Linked DNA regions of Zea mays: all the other regions are linked to region 1. Evidence: chromatin contacts called from public Hi-C data. All regions are on one chromosome and are shown on one strand. The core of a region is the stretch at or near the end of the contact, and the rest is flanking DNA. Distances in the headings are between cores, read along the strand shown.

Region 1 (4,915 bases), core at 915-3,414:
GGGCTGAGCCCGAGTCCGAGCCCTGGGGTCGGGCGAAGCGGAGTTCGTCGTCTTCCGGGGCCGAGCCCGAGTCCGAGCCCTGGGGTCAGGCGGAGCGGAGTTCGTTGTCTTCCGGGGCTGAGCCCGTGTCCGAGCCCTGGGGTCGGGCGGAGCGGAGTTCGTCGTCTTCCGGGGCTGAGCCCGTGTCCGAGCCCTGGGGTCGGGCGGAGCGGAGTTCGTCGTCTTCCGGGGCTGAGCCCGTGTCCGAGCCCTGGGGTCGGGCGAGGCGGAGTTTCCTATGACGCCTGAGGCCTGACTTAGCCGCTGTCAGCCTCACTCTGTCGAGTGGCGCAGCAGTCGGGGCGGCGCAGGCGGTGCTGTCCTCTTGTCAGACCGGTCAGTGGAGCGGCGAAGTGACTGCGGTCACTTCGGCTCTGTAGACTAGAGGGCGTGCGTCAGGATAAAGGTGTCAGGCCACCTTTGCATTGAATGCCCCTGCGATTTGGTCGGTTGGCGTGACGATTTGGCCAAGGTTGCTTCTTGGTGAAGACTGGGCCTCGGGCGAGCCGAAAGCGTGTCCGTTGCTGGAGGGGGTCCTCGGGCGAGACGTAGATCCTCCAGGGTCGGCTGCCCTTGCCCGAGGCTGGGCTCGGGCGAGGCGCGATCGCGTCCCTTGAATGGACCGATCCTTGACTTAATCGCACCCATCAGACCTTTGCAGCTTTGTGCTGATGGAGGTTACCAGCTAAGATTTAGGAGCCATGAGTGTACCCCTAATTATGGTCCCCGACAAATCTTAACAATATGTGAAAAATTTTTTAGATCACCATTCATTATCACTCTACCCGGCGCACAGCAAAGGGCGCTTAGGCGGCGGCCCGGCGCGATGGCCGATGGGTCAAGGGATGAAAACGAGACGAAAAATTCCCGTATCATCCCGTATCGAATACTATTTTTCCCCGATCATTTTCGAATTGTTCGAAAACCGATTAGAAACGGTAAAAAACGATTTAGCTAGTTTTTTGACTGTTTTCGTATTTTTCGTTTCCGGGTCGTGCTAATACCGTTTTCTACCGTTTTATATAATATGAGATAGATCTAGCATATAATTTATTTAAGTTATAGATTTTTATTGTGTTCAAGTGAATGAATAAGCGAAAAACAAATGTTATAATTACTCTAACTAATATGAATGATGGAAAAAGAGTTGTTTGTGTATTTCTAAATCTTAAAAATTAGGCAATACATCACTTTATTATGTTTTTGTTAAAACTACAAAATAGTTATTTTTTGACTATATTTTATCGTTTTCGATCGTTTTCGAATAACCGATAATTCCGATTCCGTATTTCGACTGTTGATTTTCGTTTTCTTCCCAACAAAAAGATATGAAAACAAAAACAATTTAGCTGTTTTTTTATCGTTTCGACATTTCATCCTAGATGGGTGAGCGCGGCAGCTCGGAGGATGCACGTGACGCCGTCGGGCGTCGGCAGTGGGGAAGGCTGGTTCGTGATTTTTTTTTAGTCGGGCTCCACTGAAGACTAAACTAACCACAACGTGGACCGATCTTGTATAGGTCTATTTTTTGTAATTTTGCTAGAGCTTCGGTTTCTCCTTTGTATATTAGAACTGCAGTCTTTGTATGACAGACGAGTGTAACTCCATAAACCGAGAAGAAGTTACTAGCTGCTCAGCAGATTCACACACTGCCTTTGCCATTCTAGGCATGCGACGGGACGGTTTGTACAAACAAACACGAGATCTTTTTGGAACGTAGGAATTTTATAGGAGTAACATAGTTCAAAAAACATAGGATGAGGAAAAATTATCCTTTAATCCAAAAGAGGTCTAACTGAAAACTAAAAACACAAGCCACGCATTCTTTGCTAGTGCATTGATCCATGTATCTTTCGTTTTTACTACTGCAAAGCCAGCTTTCGTCATATCGTAATCTAAGAATGCGGTATGGCTTTTTCGTCAGGCATCAACCAGCTTCCACTGCTTTGGTGGCTAACCATCCTCACCGTCACCGACTCCGCTAATCACCGTGCCCCCGGATGGCCGGGCCCCTCTAGGGCCAAAAGATTTGTCCGCGACCGTACGCGACGAGGGCCCACCTGAGGAAACGGGTTATTTAACCAGCCGCGCGCTTCCCATTTTCATGTGCTTGCTTTGCTTAAACCAGCTCGGCCTTTGCTTTTTTGCAGCGGGGTATATATCTTCGCTATATATACAACTCCTCTCCTGCTCCGCTCTTCAAGCCCACCCAGAGCTCTGTAGAAGAGAGGGGAGGAAGGACCGAGGACCAACCGGAGCCCCACTCGGCCGCCGCCTCTCACCTCCACCGACTGCCTGCGTCCCACCGCTCCTGCTGCCGCCCGTTGCTCTCGCCATTGAAGCCCTCGCCGCCTCCGCCCGCTTGCCCGCCCTCCCGTCGGCTGCCTTCCGGGTACGCGCCACGCTGCCTATGCCGCCACCGGTTCTTACCGCGCTTTCATATTCTTCCGATGCGTTCTTGCTGGGAGGCGCTTGATCTGTTCTTGGTGTTTTCGGGGTTCTTTTTGCTCTGGTGGTATGGTGGTGGTGGGGTGTGTGTGTGGAAGTGGAACCACCATTTGCTCGATTTGGCGTTCATTCGCTCCCTTCCTGCAGCAGATTTACCTCCTTTTTTCCCCTCCCTTGTTTCTTGCTTGATTTGTTGCCTTCTTTTTCGGTAGATTCCGGTTCGCAGCTTTACCTCGCGTCGTTGCTCCCTTTTAACCGACTTGCTCCCATTCATGCCCTTCATGCTTCGTCTAACGAAGGTTTCTGCTTCTGTTGTGTCTGCCCTTGTGTGTCATCCGGGCATCTTCTTGTTTGCTTGCTTTTAATGAACCGCGAAAGCTAGCGGATCCTGACGTGTTCCTTGTCTCTATTGCAGATGAGAAGCGGCGCAACCTGGGCGGTGGAAGCGTGGTCGGACTGAGCCTTCGTGGGGGTTAGCGCCGAGAAGGATCCTGGAGATTAAGCGCATGGGTTCCTTGGAGGCCCGGTACAGGCCGACCGGGGCAGCGTAAGATCTCACTGTCCAGTCTCGATCTACCCTCCCCTTCCCCTACCTCTTCACTCACCTCAGCCCGCTTGCTGCTCACGCTTTTGTGCTGGGGTTCTGCTCGGTGTGGATAGCGATAGCGTGCTAATCCAGGTTCAGTCTCAGATGCGCCATTTGCTTTACCATGTGCGGTCATGTGCTGCGTGCTGTATTGATTTGCATCTAAGCTCGTATTGATGCCTGTGTCTGGGGTGTGGTGGTGCCATCCTCCATTCTTATCATGCAATCTTGCAGCAGTGAGTGTTGCGGTACTACTACCATGTACCTTTGTACAAGATGCCGTCCCTTCCCTTCTGGTCGCTGTTCCGTTCACCATGCTCCGCCCCCTCTATTTGGTAGGTGGTGCTGGCAGTGGTGGTTATGCTTTTATGACATCTTCTACCAGTCCGTCAGAGAAACTAGCAAGAACTTTGCCCCTTCTCCCAGCCCATGATATGCATGGATGCTGATGGTTCGCCGACGATGCGTTTCAAACTTGTAAATCTGCCCATCCTCACACTCGTCGGGATTTTCACGGTTCTCCTGGCCGAAAGTTACTCTCTGGTGTGGTGATTTTGTATCCCATATCTGGATTCTAATAACAATCAACAAAGATTTTGCTTCGAGCTCGGCCGTTTCTTCTGCCGTAAAGCGCGCAGCCTGGCGTCGGTGGCCATCCATGTGTTCGTCCTGCTGTTTTGACCCCAAAGACTGCACCTTGTGACAGCAGCCCTATTTTAAATGCCGTAAAGCTGCCTAAGTGACGCTCCTCGGCCACGTTGAGCAGGTCAGCTACTGCTGCTGCTTGGTGCCTCCTCTGGCCCCGGACCGTTGAATTGCCGTGCTTGGCGTGTAGAAAATGGCGCGTTTTGGTGTGTGCCCTACCGGTGATTTCGGCTATCTAAGTAGGGTCCATATTTTTGGACCAAATTTTTTCGACGATGTTTACCCCTAGTACTGGGAAGAAAAAGCTTTCTTCTCTGTAGCTGGGATGCAATTTTTTGGTTGCGTGTTCCACGGTATTCAAAGAATATGGAGGGTTAGGTACCAAACATCTTCATTTATGCCCATCTTTCCCAAAAGATGTGACTAATAAAGTAGAGGTCTCGACAATAACAGAGTCCACTAATTTCCTTTGGCTCCTTTTAAATTCTCAGTGCTGGGTGTGTATTTTTTCCTTTAGCCTTTTTTCTTCTACAGGCAAACAACTTTTGTTTGATTCAGCACTTTACACACATACATACGTGATACCGCAAGTTTTTGCTCTAAAAAAGATGTGCTTTGAATGCTTTAGTTTTAGTCTTACAAGTCAGTACTATTCACAGATGCTGCCACATCTCAGTGAATTCATCTCCTTCCGAGGCAGAGTATTAAATAAATATAAGATCAATGCAATCTTCTAGGGAAGTTAAACACCAACACCAGTACTATTTATTTTTACCTTTTTAAACTAAGGTCTATGAGTATAGTTTTGTTACCTCTGACTGTTGTGATCATTTCAACAGTATACTTGTAAATATTTTGGCATGGAACTGTTGAAAAATCTGTGTTGCTAACTTGTAGTTTAGGTAAATCACAGTGATCACATGAGCTGGAGATTGCACTTATATCTTCAGCAATTTACCATCTGTAATTCTTCCTCTGGTGTAATTCTCCATTCTATCACCAATAAATGGTTTGAACCTACATGCAGTTACATTCTGCGATGACAGCATTGCATCCACAAACAGTTGTAATACAAATCAAATATGTTGTTGTTCGATATCCTTTTTTTACGACTAGGATTACTACTTGCTATTAAAATACAGACATCGAAGAGGTTTCTGCCCCTGACATTGTTTTCTTTGTACTTTTTCAGTGAGG
Region 2 (4,915 bases), core at 1,060-3,559, 320 kb before region 1:
CACGAATTCTCACATCTGGTTTTTTTTTATTCTAAACAATTCATTGTCGCTTGCCGCCCAAAGACGCTCGTTTTGTCCGTTTGGCTCCCCTTCTGCAGAGTGCAGACTCTCCTTTTGTTCGTATGTAAAAAAAGTTAGGAGTATTCCTACGATCTGCCGTGCAGTGACAAAAACACTCGGTCATATACTCATATGTATACTGTCAAAGAAATGCAAGTCACAGTCAAGCTAGACGTATCTTTGATCGAAAAAAAAAGTTGATGTTGTAGCTAAGCTACCTATAGCCCACATCTTCGACATGCATGGTGCCCGACGAGCCAACCGTAGTGTTAGACGATGTTCGGTTTGTAGGCACTATATTTTAGTAGGTTTATTTTAGTCTTTAAATTATTAAATATAAAGTTTTTGTATTTGATAATTTAGTAACTAAAAGAAGCGCTGAATCGAAGCGGAGCTGCGGAGCCCGTTGGGCAACTCAACTCCTCTTGTGGGACTTCTAAGGATGGCCACAACTAACGAATGATCCGATCGATATTCCGGTTAGATGCTGAGACGCCGACTGCACGGCAAATGATAAAGACCGTCTACTGGGCGAGGCACATTTATTTCTCCGAGCCTGCAGATTTCTGGAGCGCACACTGTACGCTCGCCATCCGACCACGCCTGCACTCGATCGGTGTCCACACGCGCGCGCGCGCGCACCTCGTCTTGCAGCGCTTGCCGGTGTTCTAAAAGAAAAGAAGAAACCGAGCAGATTTCTGAGCGGACACCATCGTTGTCCTAGCCTCCTAGCCCTTGGGCTCCACACGATTCTAGCGGCTGCAGCGACAGGTGATGATAGCCCAGACACGGTGCGGTGAGGCTACATAATACACTATTAGATTCCCCCCCGGCCGTCAGGCGTCAGTTCATGTCGAGCTCCAGCACGAGCCAAAAGTTCTCGCGAGTCACGACGACACTAGTGCAATAATCATGCATGGAGCAGTGCCGTAATAATATATAGGTTTCGCAGAATTAGAGGGAAATTTTTGTTTTTCTGGTCAGTGTTACTGTTGAGATGGATGGACAGATCCCTCTGCAAAGCTGCTATACTAATCATCAACAGCCAGCCCGACCACTTGACAATCATTCTGTGCCTAGTCATTTGACGCACGGCCGGACCACAATATTATTTTAGGTTCTGTTTGATCAACTCTGAAAGGACGACAGATGAGGCACTTTGTATGTGTCGTCGCACTGTGCACGGCGTGAGCTGATGTAATGAGTGATCCTTGTTGTTTAACAGAATAATAGCGCAGCAGTGCAATGCACTTGCATTCCAAGGCAGCAGGGTGGCTGAAGCATTTGTTCATAGCCTGGTCGGCTGGTCCTGCGAATGGAACCCTCTAGCGGCCGCTCCTACTACCACTTCATCACGTCGCGATCCGATCCAATCCAATCAGACATGCAGGCACAGATCAGCATTCTCTGGCCGTGTACAAAAGAGGAAGAAGAGCTTATGTGATCAGACAGGATCATCATCAAATCATCGTTCTGCAGCGCGCGGAGTGCTCACGTCACGTGGGCGAGCGAGACAAGACAAGTTTCGTTCCATGGTGGGCGCTTGGGCCTGCTGCTGGGTCCGGCAGCTTTCGGTTTGTTCGTTTGCTGCGTCGAAGAGGACATTGGAATAGGGGGCCACTCTGTCACGGGGGCTGCTGGATCAGCGGATCTTTGACTCGAATATCGTCGGCTGGGATTTTTTTTTTTTTTGCTCCCAACGACTTTGTTCGTCTGTCAGATCCGATGATTGGTCCGGTCCTTCTTGTTAAGCTCCGGATACAGTTTACTACTCGTCACCACCCGACACTCGGGCAGGACTCTGCTGCTGTGTGCTGTTCTTCGGCAGAAATGGAAGTACGAAACGGAACGTTGGGATGCTGAGATTTTGTTGGCACACCCATGCAAACCAAGATTGGATGAGGCAGACGACACGAGACAACCAAGGACCAAGCTCCTCCCATCCAGTCCCAGCGCGTCGCGGTGTCGGTGTAGTGTACCATCATCGAGAAGAACGAGTGGACGCGTCGGAAAAAAAAAATATCATACAGCTAGAGCTAGGCTAGGCAGGGTTGAAAAGTACCTCTCGGCACGCCCACTCCAACGTCGCCCCAAGCGTGCGTCCCGGTGTGCCGTGTGGTGTTCCGCGGGCACCCCCGGTTCACGGTGTTCCGAGGCCGAGCGCGGGCGCGCCGTCGCTTTCCGTTGCGGGGTCAAGTGGGGCGCGCCGTCCACAGAACGCAAAAAGATACCGGCGCATGCGTACGTTCCCGCATTGTTGCCTTGCGCCCCCGCCTCCGCTCCGCACGCGCGCGCCGGGCGTAGAGCGTAGCGGGGGCGGGACAAGACGCGCCCGCGTGCTCTGCCGCTCCCGCTACTTGCTCCACTGGTCGCCTGCTCCCTCCCTCCCAGCTCGCTCTTATATCTACCGGCCTTCCTCGCCGCCCCCATGGCCTTGTCTTGTCTCCAGCAGAGGTTAGCGACCAGAGACCAGCCAGAGCCAGCAGCCTGGACCAAGGCAAGTAGCGCACTAACATTTCTCTGTTCTTGGCCTGTGTCCCTGATCAACTCAGATTGGCCGGACGCTTGGGACGCTGCCGCCTTTTTTTTTGGGTCTGTAAGTATGATCTTTGCTTCATCATCAGTTCAGCACTGCATGCCTTCAATTCTGCCGTCTCCATTGTACTTTAGCTCTGTGCATTTCTCGATTCAGTCAGAGTAGCATTTGCTAAACCGTAAGTTTGGGTGTCCTGTCAAATGTTCTGCAGTTAGTTTCCATGGCTAGCACATAGTTTTGGGACTGATTTCACAAGTTGACCCCCCACCCCACCAAAAAAAAAAACAACTTGTTGATACGTTGGTGTTCCTCGGTACTCGACATGTTAACTGGATGAGTGACAAAAGTGTTACAAATTAATACGCACAGCACAACCACCTGCACTTCGTATAGTGGAGTGTCATTTCCCATTTTTTTCTTTCTTCTTTACCGGTTCATTGAATGTGGACGTGTGGTCACATCATCCTAGAGACTCCACTAGACAGCGAAGCTTTTCATGCTGGAGACTCCTCCGATAATAAGTACGCTTGTTTTGATCCTGAATATGACAGCCAGTCATCCGTTTGCCGCTGGATGAGTTTATTGCCGATTTGAAGTATGGACACATTCAAGGCCTTAACCTTATGTTCTGTAACATCTAACTGAGGGGCCGAGAAAAGGCGACGTGTATCTGCTAAAATATCTGAATACTTACTGCGTGAGTCTCTCTGATGGTTACCAGCAAGGAATTTGATCGACTCAGTCAAATTATCTTAAGTTTCACTAACTTTATAGAAAAGTGTAACGACGTCTATGTATATTCTACGATTTATTTAATGATACTAAATTGATGTCATAAACCTTGGTGGCTAGAAATCCGGTCAAAGTTTCTTTTTTAAAAAAAATTAAGGAAACTCTAGGGATCAATTTATTCAGGAACAGAAGCAAACCATGAAAAGAATATCTAACTGGTTATGTTTTTATTACCTGGTCCCCATGGTCACTGAGTGGTCTGCTTTCAGTAGAATGAATACTTTTGATCTTTTCACACTTCGATCCCTTTCAATGACCGTCCCGGCCCCGGGCACAAGTGAACTGCACAGGTCATTTCATTTGTTTCTTCAATGTTAAACACTCTGTGCTTTCGTAAAATGTCAACGTAATTATTTGATGTCATCAGATCTAGTATCCCAGTGCACTTATGTGAGGATCCCCTGTTTTTTCAGGTAACGGTGCTAAGAGTGTGATGGTGTATTTTAAAATGCATTTCTGGTTAGTCCTTGTGCTCTGCAGTTTCCGAGCATCAAAATCCCTACCTCTGGATAGAGATATACTTTTGGGCATCAGAGGCTATCTGAAAGATCCACAGAATTACCTACACAACTGGGATGAATCCCACTCACCGTGCCAATTCTACGGTGTTACATGTGACCACAATTCTGGCGATGTCATCGGGATATCACTCTCAAATATCTCGCTGTCAGGCACTATATCATCTTCATTTTCTCTTCTTGGACAATTACGCACTCTGGAGCTTGGGGCAAACTCCATCTCAGGAACTGTTCCTGCTGCGCTAGCCGACTGCACAAATCTGCAGGTACTTAATCTGTCAATGAACAGTTTAACTGGTGAATTGCCTGATCTTTCAGCATTGGTCAACCTACGAGTTCTGGACTTGTCGACCAATAGTTTCAATGGGGCATTCCCAACATGGGTCAGCAAATTACCAGGTCTAACTGAACTAGGCCTTGGAGAGAACAGCTTCGACGAAGGTGATGTTCCGGAAAGCATTGGAGACCTGAAGAACTTAACGTGGCTGTTCTTGGGACAATGCAATCTTAGGGGAGAGATACCAGCTTCAGTCTTCGATTTGGTATCACTCGGGACACTGGACTTCTCACGCAACCAAATTACTGGTGTATTCCCGAAGGCAATATCTAAACTGAGGAACTTATGGAAGATTGAGCTCTACCAGAACAACTTGACTGGTGAAATTCCTCAAGAGCTTGCAACTCTAACCTTGTTATCTGAGTTTGATGTTTCTCGGAATCAGCTGACTGGCATGCTGCCTAAGGAGATTGGCAGCCTGAAGAAGCTGAGGATATTCCATATATACCACAACAACTTCTTTGGTGAACTTCCTGAAGAGTTGGGGAACCTGCAGTTTCTTGAGTCATTCTCAACCTATGAAAATCAGTTCTCAGGAAAGTTCCCTGCCAACCTGGGTCGATTCTCACCACTCAACACAATCGACATATCCGAGAATTACTTTTCTGGCGAATTTCCAAGATTCTTGTGCCAAAACAACAAGCTCCAGTTCTTATTGGCTTTGACCAACAA
Region 3 (4,915 bases), core at 1,224-3,723, 280 kb before region 1:
GTCTGCACCGAGAGCTGGCACACGGGGATGCTGGCGTCCGGGTACATGAGCATCAGCGGCACCCAGGCGCCGTGGTCGAGCCCGCGGCTGTGGTCCTGCTTCACGGGGCCGAACCCGGCTTGCTCCAGGAGCTCTACGGTCCGCAGGGCCAAGTCCGGAGCGCCCGGAGCGGGGTACTTGAGCTGGAACGGGACAAAAGAGTTTATTCAGGATCAGCGGGGAAACTTTGGACTTCAGACCAATTGAAGCATGATGTCGACAAGACTGAATGAGCTGCTTGCTACAAACATCATCAACCACAACCACAACCAGTGTTTTACTAGCTGCTCCATCGATTATTTATTTATTTATTGCAGCAGCAGCGGTAAACATTTCCGTTTGTAAATTAACACACTGTGTTTGGTCAAGCATAAAAGGTATAGCGATTTCATTCAGAAAGTTTCAGAGATGTGATATGATAGCAAATTACGCTAATCCGCATTAGTGCTGCAGAAGTTAGAACTTACATTTACATCTTCTAGAGGTGAAATCGACAGCTGCTTATAGTCTATGGTATGATTGTGGGGCCCCGGAGATTTGCAATATCCCAAGTACAGAATTATATTAGCTACTACCAACCTACCTGCTCACTGAAGCCACGTTATCTAGAAGCATAAGCTACCAACCAGTCGTAAAATAGAACCTAAAGACAAGCTGGTGGATGTCTCTACCTAATAAGTGGAATGGAAACATGGAGGCTAAACACGTACCTAAAAAAAGAATAAATTGTTTTTAACTAAACTAAGTTAAGCGCAAAAAATATATATATCAAACTACAAAATTTCAATTAACGTCAGATCAAACAAGGTTGGGGACCTAGAGGGCACCTAAAGTCTTAATCCTGGATGCATATATGATATCTCAAGACTCAACCATTATACAGTATTATGAAATTCAGGTGCTAAAGTACTATGTAACACTAGCTAAACTGTGAATACTATTAAAACAACTGCTCGTGAGAGAATTCAGTAGGCATACATCACAGAAAAAACGCACCTTACTGGCAAAGATGCCTTTCTTTACTTTCTTCTTCTTCTTTTTTTTTTAACTTTGAGATCATAAAAGAGAAATACAGAATCCGGCCAGGCTATATAATGTAGTCAATTCGGTAAATGCTAGCGGCAACCGCACCTTACCTACTTCGATGCGCATGGGCCATCAAGCTTCACTGCCCCTAAGTTTGCTGCTGACAAGCAAGCTATCAAGCATCTCACTACCTATTCAGGTCAGGTAGATATCTACATATGCAGATTCATTTTTGTAGAACTACCGTAAGCTCTAGGCCGGCAACTTTCCCCAATGGCCTGTTCACATCTGATTTTCATGTTGATTTCACCAGAACATTGGTCACTGGCTCTAGCGATCCTTGTTTCAGGATAAAAAAAAGGCGCATGGTCTCATGATTCGCGACAAGAATCCCCATTTCTGCACCTGCATTGGACCGGACCATGATCTGGTGGGGGTGACTCAAAAGCACTGAGCAGAGGAAAACAAGGACCCACCGAGAGAGTCCGAGACGCAATGTTACCAACCTAATTTTGACGCACTGGGTCATCTGCTAAAACGGTGAGGCTTCCCAACGGATTCGCGGGGAGCGGAGAAAGGGAGGGAGTACGGTGGTAGGTAGGCATCGAGCGCACCTGGTACATGGGCTTGGGAAAGCCATAGAAGTCGTAGATGGTGTCGTTGCTGCCGCGGATGACGTTGACCGCCGGCGTGGCCGTCTCCCAGTGTCCCGAGACGACGAGGATGGCGCGCGGGGGCTGGTCGCCCGCGACCTTCGCCGGCACCCATGACTTGAAGAAGTGCCGCGCCGGGATACTGTCGTCGATGGAGAGCGTGGGCGAGCCGTGCGATAGGAAGAAGGTGTCCATGGTGGCCGGGACTCTCGGCGGTCGCCTCTGCTGCCCCTCCTCGGCTGTTGCTTCTGGCCCTGGCCTCGCGATGTCGCCGCGCCGCCGCTGCTGCTCGCCCTCCCGCGTCGCGTGCCGCGTCTCTGGTTTGGCTCTGCCCGCTCTCCCCTGGCTCTGCCCCATTATGTCGTCGCGCTCGCTGCGCTGGATCTTCTTTTTGCGCGCGTGCGTCGCGCTCGCGTTTGGTTTGTGGTGGTGGCCCGTGGAGGAGAGCACGTGCAGCGCGAGAGTGCGAGAGGGATGATTCAGAGAGACGATTGAGGGGCGGTTCGGTTGGTCGCAAGGGGACGGGTCCAATCCAAAGTCGAAACGCAGCAAGCAATACGAATCTTCCGGCGACGGTACGGTTTGCCGGCCCGCGGCGTGCGTGGTCACTATCGTGTAAGCAATGACGCACGACGGCGTATTTCTATGGAATCGTTAACAGGAGAGAACAGGTTTCGTGGACCGGGCCGGTCTTCCACTATGGGCTTGTTAGGACATACAAAGGCACAGCCGAAATTTGCTGTTGGTCTCGAGCAAGGCCACGGCCCACAGGTCTGCTTGGGTTTGGGTCTAGGAAAGGAAAAGAACTACTCTCACTAAAATGAGAGAAAGGTGCGCCTAAAAAACCAAAAAGAGAGAAAGATGAAAAAGAAGACTTCAAACGCACTGACATATAAGCAACCGCATCAGTGCGTATTTACGGAGCAAATCCGATCTCCCCGTCGACCTGGTACACAGCCGCAGTTGGTATCAGGACGTCGCACGGCAGGTCACGAGTCTTCAGAGTTCAGAGAGAGAAAGAACGGTGTCTTCCACCAAAAGTCTACCATCTAGATGATCAGGTTTACTCCGACGGCGACCGAATGTCCAGTGTCTCGATCCGTCATTTTTTTTCGTCAAGATCAGCTGTTTGAGAATCTATCGCTAGTCCATTCTGGCTGCCAGGCTGCAGTGCATAAAAGCTCCAAACTCCACGATAAGCCACAAGTGAGGAGGCATAATAATCCAGTAGCGATCTTTCGGTTTTACCATGGCAGCTACGACGAGCGCTGCCAGTGCCAGGGGCTTGCTGCTCTGCGTGTTGGTGGCCTTTCTCCACCGCCTCCAGTTTCAGATCCCGCCTGTAGCAGTAGCAGCTGCGACGCCGAAGAACAAAACCGAGAGCCGAGACGGGCACGGGAAGACGCTCAGCTTCACGCTGTACCAGCACGAGACCATCAACAGGACCGGCTACATCGTGGTGGACGGCGTCGCGGGCGCGGGCGTCAGCCAGACCACCACGCCCTTCGGCACCATCTACGTCTTCCGCGACGACCTGACGGTGCGCGCGGACAGGGACTCCCGGGTGGCGGGCGTCGCGGAGGGGACCTCCATCACCACCAGCCTCGACGGGCTGCAGAGCATGTCGCTGGCCAAGATCACGGTCCACCACCGCGGCCACCGGGGCTCCGTCTCGGTCCTTGGGGGCACCTACAACACCAAGCCGTCCGACTACCCGGTGGTGGGTGGCACCGGCGACTTCGCGTACGCGCTGGGATACGTCCGGTCCTCGCCGGTGGACTTGCGAGGACGAACGGTGACGTACAAGATGGAGCTTCACTTGTACTGGCCTCCATACGCCCACTACGCTCCCGTTCCACGTAAAGCGTGAATACTAGTATAGCTACCACTGCAACGTCCTACAAGTGTGCTCATTTTATTATTATTTTGTCGTACACGGCGTGAATCTTTTATCTAATTTTAGAGCGCACAATAAAGTTGAAAATAGTTTGGTAACATTTTCTTATATATAAAACCATATTTTCCATTGATGATTTGTTGATGCTACAGTTGCCCGGGCTCAATTGTCATAAACTCATAAACTTAGGTATTTGACTCGATTAGCGAAATTTTTGTTTTTTTATTGGACAGCTTACTCATTATCATCACTATATTTAAAGTTCACTCTACGAACATTACAGTCTATAATACATAACCATGCAAACCAGTGTTTTGTGTAACCATATGGTAAACTGTTGGATATGGTCTTAGTTCTAGATCAAGTTGGCACTTGAGCACACCATAACACCTATAAAAGTGGATGCCATCAAACACCTTATGTCAGGTAAAAGGTTCCAATCTTGTGAGATTTAACAAATCAAGACGGCCTAGACATCAGCCTTGGAGCTCTAATAAAAAAAGGTTTGGTGGCAAACCGAACAATCGTCATGAGTACAAATCCTAACACATTGCTGCTAGACCTGATTCCACGGTTCGTTTATCAGCTGCAGTTTCATCAATTCTTTCCTGTATCGGCTACGACAACATGTAAACAAGTCAAGTAACACAATTTAGGTATGGTCGATACTATAGATGGTAAGGTACAATTGTATCAGATATTGTGGATATGGTTGTTGTGATTGTATTATGTACAACACTATATATGAAACACAAACCCATAGAGGTTCCCTATGACAAATACATCTGGTACCAAAGCCAGATCCGTTTTCACCATGTCTTCCACCACCTCAATCGTTCTACACTCCTCGGCGAGCGCTTCCACCACTTCTGTTGTCACCTCCTCCGCCATTGCTACTGCCATTACCTGCAAACTCAACCGTACAAATTTTCTGCTTTGGAAGGCCCAAGTTGTTCCCATCTTGTGGGGTGTACAACTCTATGGGTACCCGGATGCCATTATCTGCAAACTCAACCGTACAAATTTCCTGCTTTGGAAGGTGACTAGTGGAGCAAGTGATACAGCAAGACTACGTTCAACGGTGCCCTGTCCCCTACTCTTGTAGTTGTTTAGGGGGCTAAAATTGTTTTACGTCACCCGTTTCCCTTCCTCTACGTGCTACAGTTTAGGCCTTGTTCGGTTATGTCAATCCAGCAAGGGGTTTAAGGGGATTGAATCCCCTCCTAGTAAAAAATGACTAGGAGGGGATTCAATCCCCTTTTGGATAGGCGTAACCGGACAAGCCCTTAAGGGGAAACTA

Evidence for each region. Hi-C and Micro-C count contacts between places; a contact is called where the count stands out from the background.
Region 2: a contact with region 1 is called in a Hi-C map of ear, with 1.7 times the contacts expected there. The contact joins the promoter of LOC103650929 here to the promoter of LOC100193311 in region 1. A contact is called at or near these places in 2 of 25 Hi-C or Micro-C datasets (bundle sheath and ear).
Region 3: a contact with region 1 is called in a Hi-C map of leaf, with 7 times the contacts expected there. The contact joins the promoter of LOC103650928 here to the promoter of LOC100193311 in region 1. A contact is called at or near these places in 4 of 25 Hi-C or Micro-C datasets (bundle sheath, ear, leaf and 1 more).

The regions. Positions count from the first base shown.
Region 1 is chr3:176,717,659-176,722,573 of Zm-B73-REFERENCE-NAM-5.0, reverse strand. It overlaps LOC100193311, which reads left to right and starts at 2,164. Exons shown (of 5, transcript NM_001394745.1): 1 at 2,164-2,431; 2 at 2,903-3,034; 3 at 4,911-4,915. The coding sequence starts at 2,994.
Region 2 is chr3:177,042,241-177,047,155 of Zm-B73-REFERENCE-NAM-5.0, reverse strand. It overlaps LOC103650929 (receptor protein-tyrosine kinase CEPR2), which reads left to right and starts at 2,309. Exons shown (of 3, transcript XM_008676526.4): 1 at 2,309-2,656; 2 at 3,802-4,915. The coding sequence starts at 3,822.
Region 3 is chr3:176,995,551-177,000,465 of Zm-B73-REFERENCE-NAM-5.0, reverse strand. It overlaps LOC103650928 (extradiol ring-cleavage dioxygenase), which reads right to left and starts at 2,473. Exons shown (of 3, transcript XM_008676524.3): 1 at 1,680-2,473; 2 at 1-182. The coding sequence starts at 2,075. It overlaps LOC100278150, which reads left to right and starts at 1,543. Exons shown (of 1, transcript NM_001151519.1): 1 at 1,543-3,744. The coding sequence starts at 2,968. The coding sequence ends at 3,588.